Linked DNA regions of Triticum aestivum: region 1 is linked to region 2. The links are chromatin contacts, called in public Hi-C maps. All regions are on one chromosome and are shown on one strand. Each heading gives the region's core, a stretch centred on a gene start, on an enhancer-like site or on the middle of the called end of the contact. The rest is flanking DNA. Distances are from core to core; before and after follow the strand shown. Region 1 holds the start of LOC123089519. Region 2 has its middle 52 kb from the start of LOC123089518.

The links. A called contact is a pair of places that touch in the nucleus more often than the background predicts.
Region 1: a Hi-C map of leaf shows a contact between it and region 2, with 3 times the contacts expected there. The contact joins the promoter of LOC123089519 here to the enhancer-like site in region 2. A contact is called at or near these places in 2 of 5 Hi-C or Micro-C datasets (both in leaf).

What each region holds. Positions count from the first base shown.
Region 1 is chr4B:637,487,723-637,493,551 of IWGSC CS RefSeq v2.1, reverse strand. It overlaps LOC123089519, which reads left to right and starts at 1,376. Exons shown (of 2, transcript XM_044511179.1): 1 at 1,376-2,236; 2 at 2,362-2,784. The coding sequence starts at 1,529. The coding sequence ends at 2,382.
Region 2 is chr4B:637,346,270-637,352,620 of IWGSC CS RefSeq v2.1, reverse strand. No RefSeq gene overlaps it. Among protein-coding and RNA genes, the nearest start is that of LOC123089518, 52 kb to the left of the region's middle. Within about 2 kb of position 2,875, at least 3 of the 8 cell types and tissues checked have an H3K27ac peak or open chromatin away from gene starts, as enhancers often do. A contact at or near this core is called in leaf, where this site is marked.

The DNA of each region.
Region 1 (5,829 bases), core at 127-2,626, 140 kb before region 2:
GAGACGAGGGTGTGCATGCTTTTAATGACTTGAGACTATCAAACATGACATGCAGTGGTTAGTTCATTGCATGCAATGCTATTAATTAGCAAATAAACATTAAGGTCTCTCATTTTTCCCTCCTCTTTGATCACGGTGCACAACCTAAGATGACTTGCTCACCTAGACAGAGAAAGTACTAGAGGTACTATACAGCTGGAGCGCCATGAACACTGAGGCTGTCGCCACGCCGGGACAAGCGCACGAGCGGAACCGGAACCTGGGCCTAGTGGATTAGAAGAAGAGAGCGAGCGAGCTCGCGTGTCCGGGCGTCGTTACCGCTGTTGTTGCGTGTGGTGAGGCAGACACTTTCCCATGGTTCAAGGGCCTCAAACCCCTCTTTGGCCAGGGCAGGGCTCTTGATTGGAGAACCGTATTTTGTCTTCCTCGACAAACCAGTTCAGGCCTCGCTAGGTAGCCTCCCCGGCTGCCCGACACGCCTCCTGCCCCCATGGGGTTTGCTACGAAATGCTGCTTAATTTGCAGAGCAAATCGTGACGTGACATGATGATGAGGCCGAGGCGTAGCGTAGCACGACGCATATGCCGAATTCGGAGCAGCCTTTGGAGATCTCGCAACGTGAGGGCCGCATCAGCCTGTCTCGCCCGCTTCTTTTTCCCTTCCCCGGAATCCATCCGAGATTGGTTTTGGTCGATGGATGGATGGATGGATGGATGCTGCTGTCCCGTGTCCGGTTGATGACACGTTTGTGGAGTGGCGACCTAGAGTACGTGAGAAATTCGCTGGCAAAGTCCTACTCTAATCTAGCTCTACTTGTGCTACGGACAGGACGGGACGGGCGCCCGTGCGGCAACGTCGTCGATGGATCGATCGATCGCTGGGTTTTGTCACCATTGTCCCAACCACCCGGCTAACCCCTCCGTATAATAAGCGCTTCGTCTACGTCGCGTGGCAACATAAGTTTGTCGGTTTTGGTTTCGGTGTTCGGATGCTTGTCATTTTCGGATGCTTTGGTAGCTAGGAAATGACCAGACACCCTTCGCCCGCCGTACGTACGCGCCTGCTGCTGCATACTGTATTTCCCATAACTGAAGAGAAGACCGCAGTCGATTAATTCAACAGTCTGACCTCTTTTTATCGACGTGCAGCTCACAATTTACAAAATCACGAATGCAACCTCTCGCTGGTTCAACTTTGGGTTGTACTGTACTACGTCCTAGATGTTGGAGCATTCCATATTCCCGGTCCACGTTGTCACGGCGAAAAGCACGAAAAATGTGTGTGAGGGAGAGGACAAAGGCACCGGGGGGCAGGGGCAACATGGTCATTTGCGCCCACCGAATGGCCTGCGCGGTGGCGGTGGGGCGGGCGAGGGGCCTGCGCGGTGCGACTATATCTGCGCCATGCCGGCCCGTGCCAAGCTTCCCTCCTCAGTCTCCGTCCTCAGACACCACCCAGCTGCACGCTGCACGCCACACGTACATCTCAACTCGTCTGTCTATCTAGCTCGTCGACGCGCACGCGGCTCATGGAGGTGAGCGGCTCGCCGCAGGACCTCGGCGACAGCTTCTCCTACGGCTGGCTCAGCCAGGCGCCGCCCTCCATGGACCGCCTCGCCGCCGACGTGGCCCTCTACTCCTTCGGCGGCTCCAGGTCCTCCTTCATCGACATGGAGGACCCCTCCGAGCTCTTCTCCATGCGGTGGACCACGCCGACGGCGAGCGACTTTGACTTCGGCCTCCCGGCGCCGGCCGACGGCGGGGCCGCGTCCCCGGCGCACCTGGTCAGCGCCAGCCAGATCTTCCGCGGCGGCCGGCTCCTCCCCTGCGAGCCCGGCGGCTGCTCCTACGCGACCGCACGGCAGGACGCCGACGGCTCGGTGGCCCGTCGCGCCGCGGAAGCCGTGCCGCGGCTGTCGCCCCCGTCGTCGCCGCTGTTCCACTCGGCGCAGAGCACGCCGCTGTCGCTGAGCGCGTGCTCCAGCGCGACGGGCAAGCACGCCGGGCAGCGCCCGATGACGAGGCGGCGCGGCGGGTCGTCGCCGTGGAAGGTGCTGCTGAGGTACGTGCGGTTCCTGATGCCGCTGTACCGGAAGGCGAGGGCGAGGCGCGCGGACAGACGGGTGGCGCCGGCGGGGAGCCCCTCGCGCGGGTCCACGTCGAGCGCCGTCGAGTGGTGCCACGGCAATGCCGACACGGCCGTCCACGACGCCATCCTCTACTGCAAGAAGTCCAGCGTAAGTGCACCTTTCTTCTCAGATCAAAGCGTGCTCACGTGCTGATTAGTTAGTACCTATGCGAGTACTGAGTAGTATCGAGAAGTTGTCCTAATTAACACCTTCAATTTGGCCTCTGATTTCAGGGAAAAGATGCGCTGCCATGAAGGAGACCAGCCGCACTGCCGCAGGTCACCCCAGCGCATGATGAGTTTCCTATTAATCCGCGAGAGCTTCGCATGACCTTGTGTTGTGTTGTGCCATATCAGCTCGAGTTCGTACCCGGTTTTGATTTCGTGCGCGTTCTTCAAATGCCTTGGTGTGTGTGTATATATGATGACAGTACTGTTACGAATGTACGCTTAATTAACCCGTGTATGAATGCTGTGTCTCATGGATGGGCTCTATTTCCATTCGTCTTTCTTATTTGCGTACGGACACTATTTCTTGCGGGGATATAGCGAATATAAATTAGTCTTTTCGCAAACAAACAAAAGTGAATATAATTTGTAGGCTCGAGTTATGCGAGCTCTTTTGATCTGAAGATTTATATACAGTCACGTTCATAATGTTCGGGTTAATCTAATCTACGGCTCGACCAAGGGAATGCAATTTGGGCGCTTGAATTATGTCCTTTTGAGGAATATATTTTGCTCTAATTAACATATTCAAGGGATTGCGAGCATCAACATCCTCTATAACATTATGCTTTTTGGTTTTAAAGAGCCCACACTCAATTAAGGTCTCCAATTAAAATTGTGTCATCCGACTTTTACAGGGTCAACAATTTATTATAGCTCTCTCATTTAATTCTTTTATACTATACACACTATGCTTCCTACTCCCTCCATTCCTAAATATTTGTCTTTCTAAAGATTACAACAAGTGACTACATACGGAGCAAAATGAGTGAATCTACACTCTAAAATATGTCTATATACATCCGTACGTGGTAGTCCATTTAAAATCTCTAAAAAGATAAATATTTAGAAACGGAGGGAGTAATTTTTAAAGCCTCGCAATTAATTGAGTTCTTTAATATAGAGTCGCGTCATCCCATTTTGACCGGGTCAATAATTTCTCAAAGGGCTTTGCCATTCAATTCTTTTAATTCTCCATGTTCCCTAATTTTAAAGCTCTTTCATTCAACTGGGGTATATAATTTTGGTTTAGTTTATGATTTTGACTGGGCCAACTATTTTTCAAATCAATCAACACCAACCGGCCTATAAAACATATCAATCTCACGCACCCTCTCATCACCTAAAAAAGAAGCGCCATCATGTAGTACTGTAGCACCAATATAGTATATGCAGCCATCGATGTGGAAATTTCCCTACATAAACATATGTTGGTTAGCGGATAACACAGAACCACACCATGAAGGCCCATCAAATCACCGCACTATAAAATAAAAATAAAACACACTCCATCATCTTCCCCGCCTGTCAACCTAAATATTCCACCAGTTCTAAAATATAAGGTGTTATTTTTTGGAAGGCCAAATTTCTTTAATTTTGATCAAGTTCAGAGCAAAATATCAACATCCACAATATTAAACAAAAACTATGAAAATTAATTTCACGATGAACCTAATCATACGAGTCTGATACGGTGGATTTTGATATATTTCTCTACAAATTTGATCAAACTTTAAAAGGTTTGACTGTTACAAAAAAAATAATACATCTTATATTTTAAAATAGCGTGACTAATTTTTTTTATGAAGAAACCCAACAACATCTACGGCGCAGCAAAGCGCACCCAACCCTTCTAGTGGTATATTATATCCCAAGCCCCTGGAAGGAAACTTTTCTATACTGTTAACCCAGTGCTCGTTTAGCGTGTTGCCTTTGGCACCTATGTATAAGTGGAAATGGTTAAGATATTTGTGTTGATTTGGGAGGGGTCAGACTAACAAAAATGGAGCATGTGCAGGGACATAATGCTGTATCAATCTAGAAACAAAATACTCGAATTATTGGACGCCCTTCTCAGCACTAATATCCTAAGCAGAAGAAATAATAGAGTTGTACTACGTACTTGTCATCCATCTCTCTCAATGAAAGCATAGATAAATTTGACCAAAAACTGAATTAGAAAGCTCCACCCATGCATCATCCAAAAATAATAATTAAAATTTGCGGACATGGATCGCGATCCCGTGGCCCGTATTTCCCACCAGCCAAGAGAAAGAGAGGAGACGGATACAGTTGGCTACGTGTTGTCTGCGTCGAACTGCACAGGAATGTTATGTCGAGAAGGGGAGAGGGACAATACGGACGTCTACACGATGATCTATTATATGCAAAAATGTTTCTTGTCTAATCGAAAGAAAGAAAGAAAAGCCGGCTGGTGGTGTCTCCCGTGGCCACCAGTCGTGGATGCAAGAGTAGGATTTCGGCCCCTTTTGGGGCGTCCAAGCATTGCCACTGCTGTCTATTATTGGTTTCATTCATCTAACTCTTTTTTTCCTTTTCAATCATGTAACTCTCGTGGCTATAATAAGATCGACGGGGCAAATTATGGACGCAGCCAGTGAGCAATTGTCTGGATTGCGACTCGTGATGGAATGAGTAAACAGGCATAAGACATACTCCCTCCGTCTAGGTGTGTAAGTCATCTTACGAAAACAAAATAATCCCAAAACACTTAGACGCGGTGCATTAACTTCTATCTCGTTTCTTGTTTCTTGATATATCAACCAATAAGAGATAATGGGTGTGCATGTTTTTAATGACTTCAGACTACCAAACACGACATGCAGTGGTTAGTTCATTAAGGTCTCTCGTTTTCCCCTCCTCCTTGGTCACGGTGCACAACCTAAGATGACTTACTCACCTAGACGGAGGAAATACGTACAATCGGCGTTAAATAATTGCAGGACATGGTTCGTGCGTGCGTAATCATAATGCACTCTGCAGGCGCCGCCTCCTCTTCCAAAATAATCTTAGGGTTCCTCCGCCTTCCGCCGAAGCCGCTGCTGGTCCGCGTCGTCTTCTGTGGCCCTAGCACCATGATGGCGTGGTGGATTTCGGTCCTTTTCAGCGGGAGGGCGTTGTTTTTACATGTTTCTATTGAGTTTTGTTAGGCTTTGTGTCCTGCTCAGTAAGGCGAGATGGCGGCGACTCTCTGGAGATGGAATAAGCACTCCCTGTTTCGGTGGTGCGTCTAGCATCGTCGGAGGGCGTGTGAAGATGTGTGTCTGACAGATGTTGCAGGATTTGGTTGGTGGTTGACTTTGATGGATCCACTCGGATTTGGTTTTGTTCATCTAAGTTCATGTGTCTTCAGGTTGGATCCTTTCGATCTACTCATCTCTTCATCGGCGACGGTTGTTGTTCTGGTGCGCTGATCCTATGGGGCCTTATGGCATCTCCAACACTCACCCTCAAACCGTCCGCATATGTCCGGACCGCGTTGCACGGACGTGGTGCGCCAACATGGGCTTGTATCGGCCCGCCAAGCGGTATGGACCATGTTTTTCTGGCAAACTGGAACCAAACATGGGGGTGTTTCCGCGGTAAAATCCCACTCTCTTCTTCCATCCCACCGCTCTCCATCCAATTACCACCCTTTTCTCGCACTTTCTTCTTCCCTCCCACCCCCAGCCG
Region 2 (6,351 bases), core at 1,626-4,125:
CGACGGGGGTCATCAACATATATATGGCCGTCGGCATAAGGCTATGTTCCGGTAGTGTCTAGCGCTCTTTTCGAGAGAACGTTACGCCACGTCAGCGAAAAGCGGACCCCATCTGTCATAAACACACTTAACTGAGCCAAATCCGCCGATCGGTGGTTTTTGCAAAACAATTACGCTGAACATGGTGCTTTCTGCAGCGAATCTGTATCCTAGTGTTTTTCGCAAATCTAACCCTCAAAATGGTAGTTTTATGCAATTTACTCGGATTAATTGGATGGATGGATCGGCCGGCCGGGAGCAGTACGTCCGGAAAGGCATGCAGCAGTACGTGCTGAAACTGGGTCTGGATCGATCGGGCAGGGCTGGTTGTCGCGACTTAACTTCGTGGCCAGGCTGCACTCGCATTTGGGCGACAGGTTGCGCGCGCCGGACAGCGACGGCGGCGAGCGCGTCCAAGCCTTGGCAACCCGGACGAGGCGAAAGCCGGGCTGGTTTGTCGCCATGCACGGGACGCTCTCGCCGGAGCGGAGGCGGGGGCGGAGGTGAGGCCGGGACCGGGCGTGCGTGCAAAGATGAGACGGGCCTACATGTGCGGGCGCTGGGGCACGGCCGGGGCCATGTGGTGTGTCGCTCGTTCGTTCCATCTCACATGGACATGGTGATGGTGGCATGGCCGACGGGGACGCGCGCGGTCGAGCGCGCCACGCCGGGCGCGCCTCCGTGTCGTGTCGCGCGACGCCAGCCAGGCCCAGGGGCACTCTGATGGACGTGCCGAAGGCGCTCCCCAACCCAACGCTTAGCTGCGGATCGTCGGCAAACAGAGAGCGAGAGGAAGACGAAGAGTGAGGCCGTTCGATCGAGGGGAGGCCACACAGTAAAACTAGAAGGATGCCAAGTTACTTAGGGCATCTCCAGCCGTTGGCCCTCCAGGAGAGGCAAAAAAACGCCCCCTTAGGGCGCACCGGCGCTAAACCGCGCACTGGGGGTGTAATGGCCCCCCGTCGCAGCGCCCACGGTTAGTCCAAAAAGTCAAACACGGCGCTAAAACGACTCAAATTTAACGCAAACATCGGCGAGTTCATTCAAACTTAAACATATTTTACAAAAAAGAAAAAAAAAACTATCGCGGGCTACCCCCGCCGTCTCCCTCGCCGCCCGCCGTCTCCCTCGCCGCCCGCCCACGCGGTTCTACATGCCGAGGAGGCGGTAGAACCGCGTGTAGTCACCGCCGTCGTCGTCATCATCGTCGCCGTCGTCGTCGCCGCCTCCGCCGTCCCTGCTGCATCCCTCCCCCGGTTGGCGCGGTGGGTTGGACGGTCCAGGGGCGTCGTCGTCATCGTCGTTGTCGAGGACCACGACGCCGTGCTCGTCCTCGCGCCCACGCTTGCGGGCGGCGATCTCCTCCAGGGCCCTTCGCTGCCGGACCATCTCGTCGCGGAGGTAGTCGTCCCGCGCCCACCGCATGGCGTCCTCGTCGGAGAAGCCGCGCCGGGCTATCTCCTCGTACTCCGCGGGGAGGACGGGCTCCGCCTTGGGCTCGGCGAGGACGAAGCGGCCGGTTGGTGCAGAGGCGTTGGCGCCGCCGGAGCTGCGGGTGCGCGCGCTGACCGGCGTGTCCTGGGGCTTCGGCTTGACAGGGCGGAGGCAGGGCGAGCCGCCGGACGAGGAGGAGGACCCCTCGGTCTCCATGCGCCTCGGGGTCCAGGAGCTTCCCCGGCGGCGTGAGAAGGAAGGGGGAGCGGGGTACTCCAGGCGCGGCGTGTTGCCGCCCTCGATGTACTCGAGGACGGCCTCCAACGTGCGCCCGAGCACGCCCCACCACAGACGCTGGCCGGCGGTGTTGAGCCTGCCGTAGGGCACGACGCCGTTGGTGGCCTCGAGCTGCTCGGCCTGACGGCGGCGGAAGTAAGGTTCCCAGAGCGGGCTGTCGGGGACGTACCGTGGCGCCTCCCTCGCCGCATGCGGCAGGTTCGAGCGGATGTGTGCGATCTCCGCACGCCGCGCCGCGTCGGTCGGTACCGGGGGCACCGGCACGCCGCCCACGCTGATCCTCCACGTCCCGGCCACCCGCATGTCCGGCGGGACCGGGTACTCGGCCTCGTAAAGGAGGCGAGCCTCGTCTTCGTGAAGATGGCGGCGGCCGAAGCCATTCGCCGCCGCGCCGTCGCCTGGGAAGCGCTCGGCCATGGGTGTGAACTGGGGACGGCGAAAGAGAGGAGAGGAGAGGGAGGAAACGACGGCGGCGAGAGAGTGTGAGTCGCCGAGTGCGCCGGGGCGCTTCATATATAGGCCAAGGCGCGCGTGTCACCGTGTGTACGCGTGGCGGGCGAGGGAGGGCGAGGGGCGCGCGTCGTCCGGTCTTCACTACGCCGCCCGTGAGGCATCAATGGTGCAGGCTGACCGGCGCGGCAGCACGGCAATTTTGGCATTGATTCGCCGCGGGAAACGAGGCGATGAGGACGACGAAGGGCCGAGAAGAGAGCCGTGTCGCTGACGCGGCGGGCCCGCGGCTTTTTTGCGCCAAAACAGTTCGCCCGGCGCCCCTGGCGCCCCCAGCGCGCCGGGTTCGGGCTGGATCCGCCGGCGCTGTTTTCGGCCCAAGCCGGCGAAATCGGGCTCCTGAAGACGCGACTGAGCCGTTTTTTCAGCGCCGACGCGAAAAAAACGCCTGGGAAGGCCTTCCTGGGGCCCGGCTGGAGATGCCCTTACTTACTTCAAGTGGGTCTTGCGTGCATTGGATTCATTCACATTCCACAGCAAGTCGCTGGCTAGCTAGGAAAGGAAACGGTGGTCGGGCCGGGTACAAGCCTACTCAACAGCGACGTACGTGGACGTGGTAGCCTGAGCACGTACACATCCATCATCATATATACGTAGGCTGCTCCGGTCTGGTCCCCGGACCGGACGTACGGGTGTGCTGGTCGACGTCAGTCCCACGTGAAGGCCATGAGCAGCGGGGGCGCAACACGGCGACGGCGAGAACCGGTTTTAATGCGCGCCTTGGCGTCGCGCGGCCGCGTCCGTCTCATGCTCGGGATCGCGGTCTACCGTGTCTGCAACAACGATGGGCTCCCACTGCCAGGATTTTATTCTTGCACCATGCACCCATCATCATCCCCATCGCTTCATCCTTGTCAGGCCTAGCACTAGCAAAACGGCCGCCCTACGCGTTGGCCGGACCTTTGGTTGAACTCGTTTTATTTTCAGGAGTAGTTTATAATAGGATCTGAACCAAATGGTTTCTCTGAGTGAAAAAAGGCGTTGGCCGGACCAAGACAACAACGGCGCGATAGGCCGTCTCCCCCCGCCCTCACATTTCAGTTCAATCCAAAATCCGCAGCATCTAATTTTTGCACACGGTCTTCTATTTTTTTCTTTGCTTTTGTTAACATCGCCACAATAAAAGAAAGCATGACAAGAAGTCACAACATTTCAAAAATCATGCGAGCATTTTTCTTGTATGTATGCAGCAAGTCCTCATTGATCACGTCAAAAAATCACATAGAAAAATAGTCGCTGAATATGCAGCATGTGAACCAACGATACGCCGCGTGCACGCAACATGTGCATGAGATCTGTTGAGTAACGTGATTGTATTAGAAAACATAGATTAGACTAGAAAATATTATAGCTTGCCTTGTACTTCAAGTAGATCATGTACTCCTATATATATGCCCACGAGGTTCAAGCAATACAACGAATAATTCCACCAAATCCCTCTCTCTCTTCTAACATGGTATCAGTTTCCGGGTTCTAAACCCTAGCCGCCGTCGCTTCCGCACCCGCGCGCCGCCCCTGGGGCGGTCGGCCTCCATGACCGCCGCCGGGGGCCGCGCCGCCCGTACCTGGGGTTCGTCCGCCTGTCGTGTTGACCGGCTGGTCTAGAGAGTCTTTTCCCCGAGTCCTTGCTCCGGGGTTTTTCTCTCCCGCCAGTCATCTTGATCGGCGGTTTTTTTTTTGTTTTTCCGATCTAATCTTGATCGGTTTGCGTCGCCCAACGCCGCTGTCGAACCCGTGCGCCTCTATTCCAACCCCGGCGTGATCGGCCGGCATCTTCACCGACCCGGCGGCCTCGCGCGTCTGCCCGCCGGTCGCCCCGACCCGGCGGCCTCGCGCACCGACCGCGCGTCTGCCCGCCAGTCGCCCCGACCCGGCGGCCTCGCGCATCGTCCGCGCGTTTGCCTGCCGGTTGCTCCGACCAGGCGGCCCTTCGTCGCCACCGTTCGCGCGCCGACCCGCCCGTCGATGTATGTCGGCCGTCACCGTCCTGCTCCGATTGGGACTCCTGCATCACCCGACCCGGCGGCATCGCGCCATGCGGTGGCCAATCATAGCCGCCCTGCCGCCCGCCGTCGCCGGCTTCATCTCGGACTCCGCCGCCACCCCGTCTCCACCGAGCGGCGTGCCCGACCTCGCGCGCGATCGGATTGATCACCCGCCCGCCGCCGCGATCCGCCTCGTCTACGCCGGGCGACCGACCTGGCTCGTCGGTTGCGCGCGCCTCCGCGGGTCCCGTGAAGATCATCCCCGAGTTCAACGCGTCCCTCCACCGATCGAGCAATGGACTGCCGTTGCGTCGCCCCGTCGGGCCGCAGTGCCGCCGCCCCGTCTTTTTCTCCCAGCTGCACCGACCCACATCACCGCTGCGTCGCCCCTTTAGGCTGTAGTGCCGCGGCCCGCGGTCCACCGCCGCCCCGAGGCCGTCCGCTCCTGGTCGTCCCCGTGGCCGCACCGACCCTTGCGTCGCCCCGTCGGGCCGTAGCGAGCATGGCACGCGGTCCACGCACCCGTCCCGAGGCTGTCCCCGCGGTTGCACCGACCCACACTCCTCTGCCGCGCCGCCCCGAGGTCTTCCCGTCGTCGCCCCGACCTGCCCACCGCCGTTGCGTCGCCTCTTCGGGCCGTAGTGCCACGACCGGAGTCCACTTTGCCGTCACTGCACGTTGACTTCATGTGGTATGTGTCGCGCTGTTTCCCTTGGCGCGGGAACGCCACCGTCCGCGACCGGTCTTCGTCACGCTGTCAGGATTCTTCGCCTACTTCGAGCATCGCCGCCGCGCTCCTAACCTAGCGGCCGCCGCCGCTTTCCTTTGGCCGCCGCTGCCGCTACCCCGTAGCCGCCGCAGCTGCCCGTCCACCTCCTTCGTCTTCATCCAGCACTAGCCCGGCGTCAGCGTCGCCGTCATCTACCCCGACCACTTCGTCTACTCCGACCACTGTTGGTGACACTGGCCCCGCGCCGATGGACGCTGCAACAGTCGTCGAGTTCTTATCTGCTGGCCCTCCGACTTCTTCGACATGGCGTACAGCTCGTGCAGATCCCTAGTCTACACATGCCCGGTGCTGGCAACACCACCGCGTGCCTTCGTCTATGATGTGTCCCCGGGGTTGGCAAACCCGGCGCGATGCGTCGTCAACATCATCTCCGTCCTGACGCACCACTACTTCGACACCACTGCGCCCATGCTAACTCGGCGCCCCCTTGCGCCCGCGGCTCCATGGCGACTTTCTCGACACCGGCCACCCCGACTCGACATCGACCACGGCATTCTTCGCATGGCTACCTCGACCACGGCTCCACCACACACGCTCTCGGCTACATCAACAAACGGCACAAAGGGCTACCCCCTGCTTGAGCAACCTCGTTGGTTTCCACTCCAGCCACGACTCCGCGATGCGTCGACTGTTACGACTGTGGGGGGTGTCCGTCGGCTTGCCTTTGGATTCTTCTCCAGTCTCACCGTCTGCGTCGCTACCGTTGTGACTGCGGGGGGATGTTGAGTAACGTGATTGTATTAGGATACATAGGTTAGACTAGGAAATATTCTGGCTTGCCTTTTACTTCAAGTAGATCATGTACTCCTATATATATACCTACGAGGCTTAAGCAATACAACGAACAATTCCACCAAATCCCTCTCTCCCTTCTAACAAGATCTCCAAAATCCCCGCAGCATGTTGCCCATGTCTTTGTAGGAAAACACACATGACATAAAAGCTTCTATGCAATGTCGAAAATCGGGGTCGCTGATGATGAACCTAGCTTTTAGAGTCCCGTCGTTGTCAGATCTGGCAAGCCCGGAGCTATCACCGTAGTGTGGCCACCGCGGCCAGCTTTGATAGCACCTTCCGAGCCAGGGAGTAGAGACACAAGGCTCCATTGAAGTAAAAATACGGTGCCTTGTGGTCTTCTGCCCCCATGTAACAACCATCGACCGTTCCTTATCAGGCCTAGCAAATACCACTGGTAGATTTATGAGTGCTTCACCACTACAAAAAAGGGTCATTGCTAATCAGTTGTCAATGGCGGCTAGAAGGAAACCCATTAGTATTTTCCTCCTTTCACTTTTC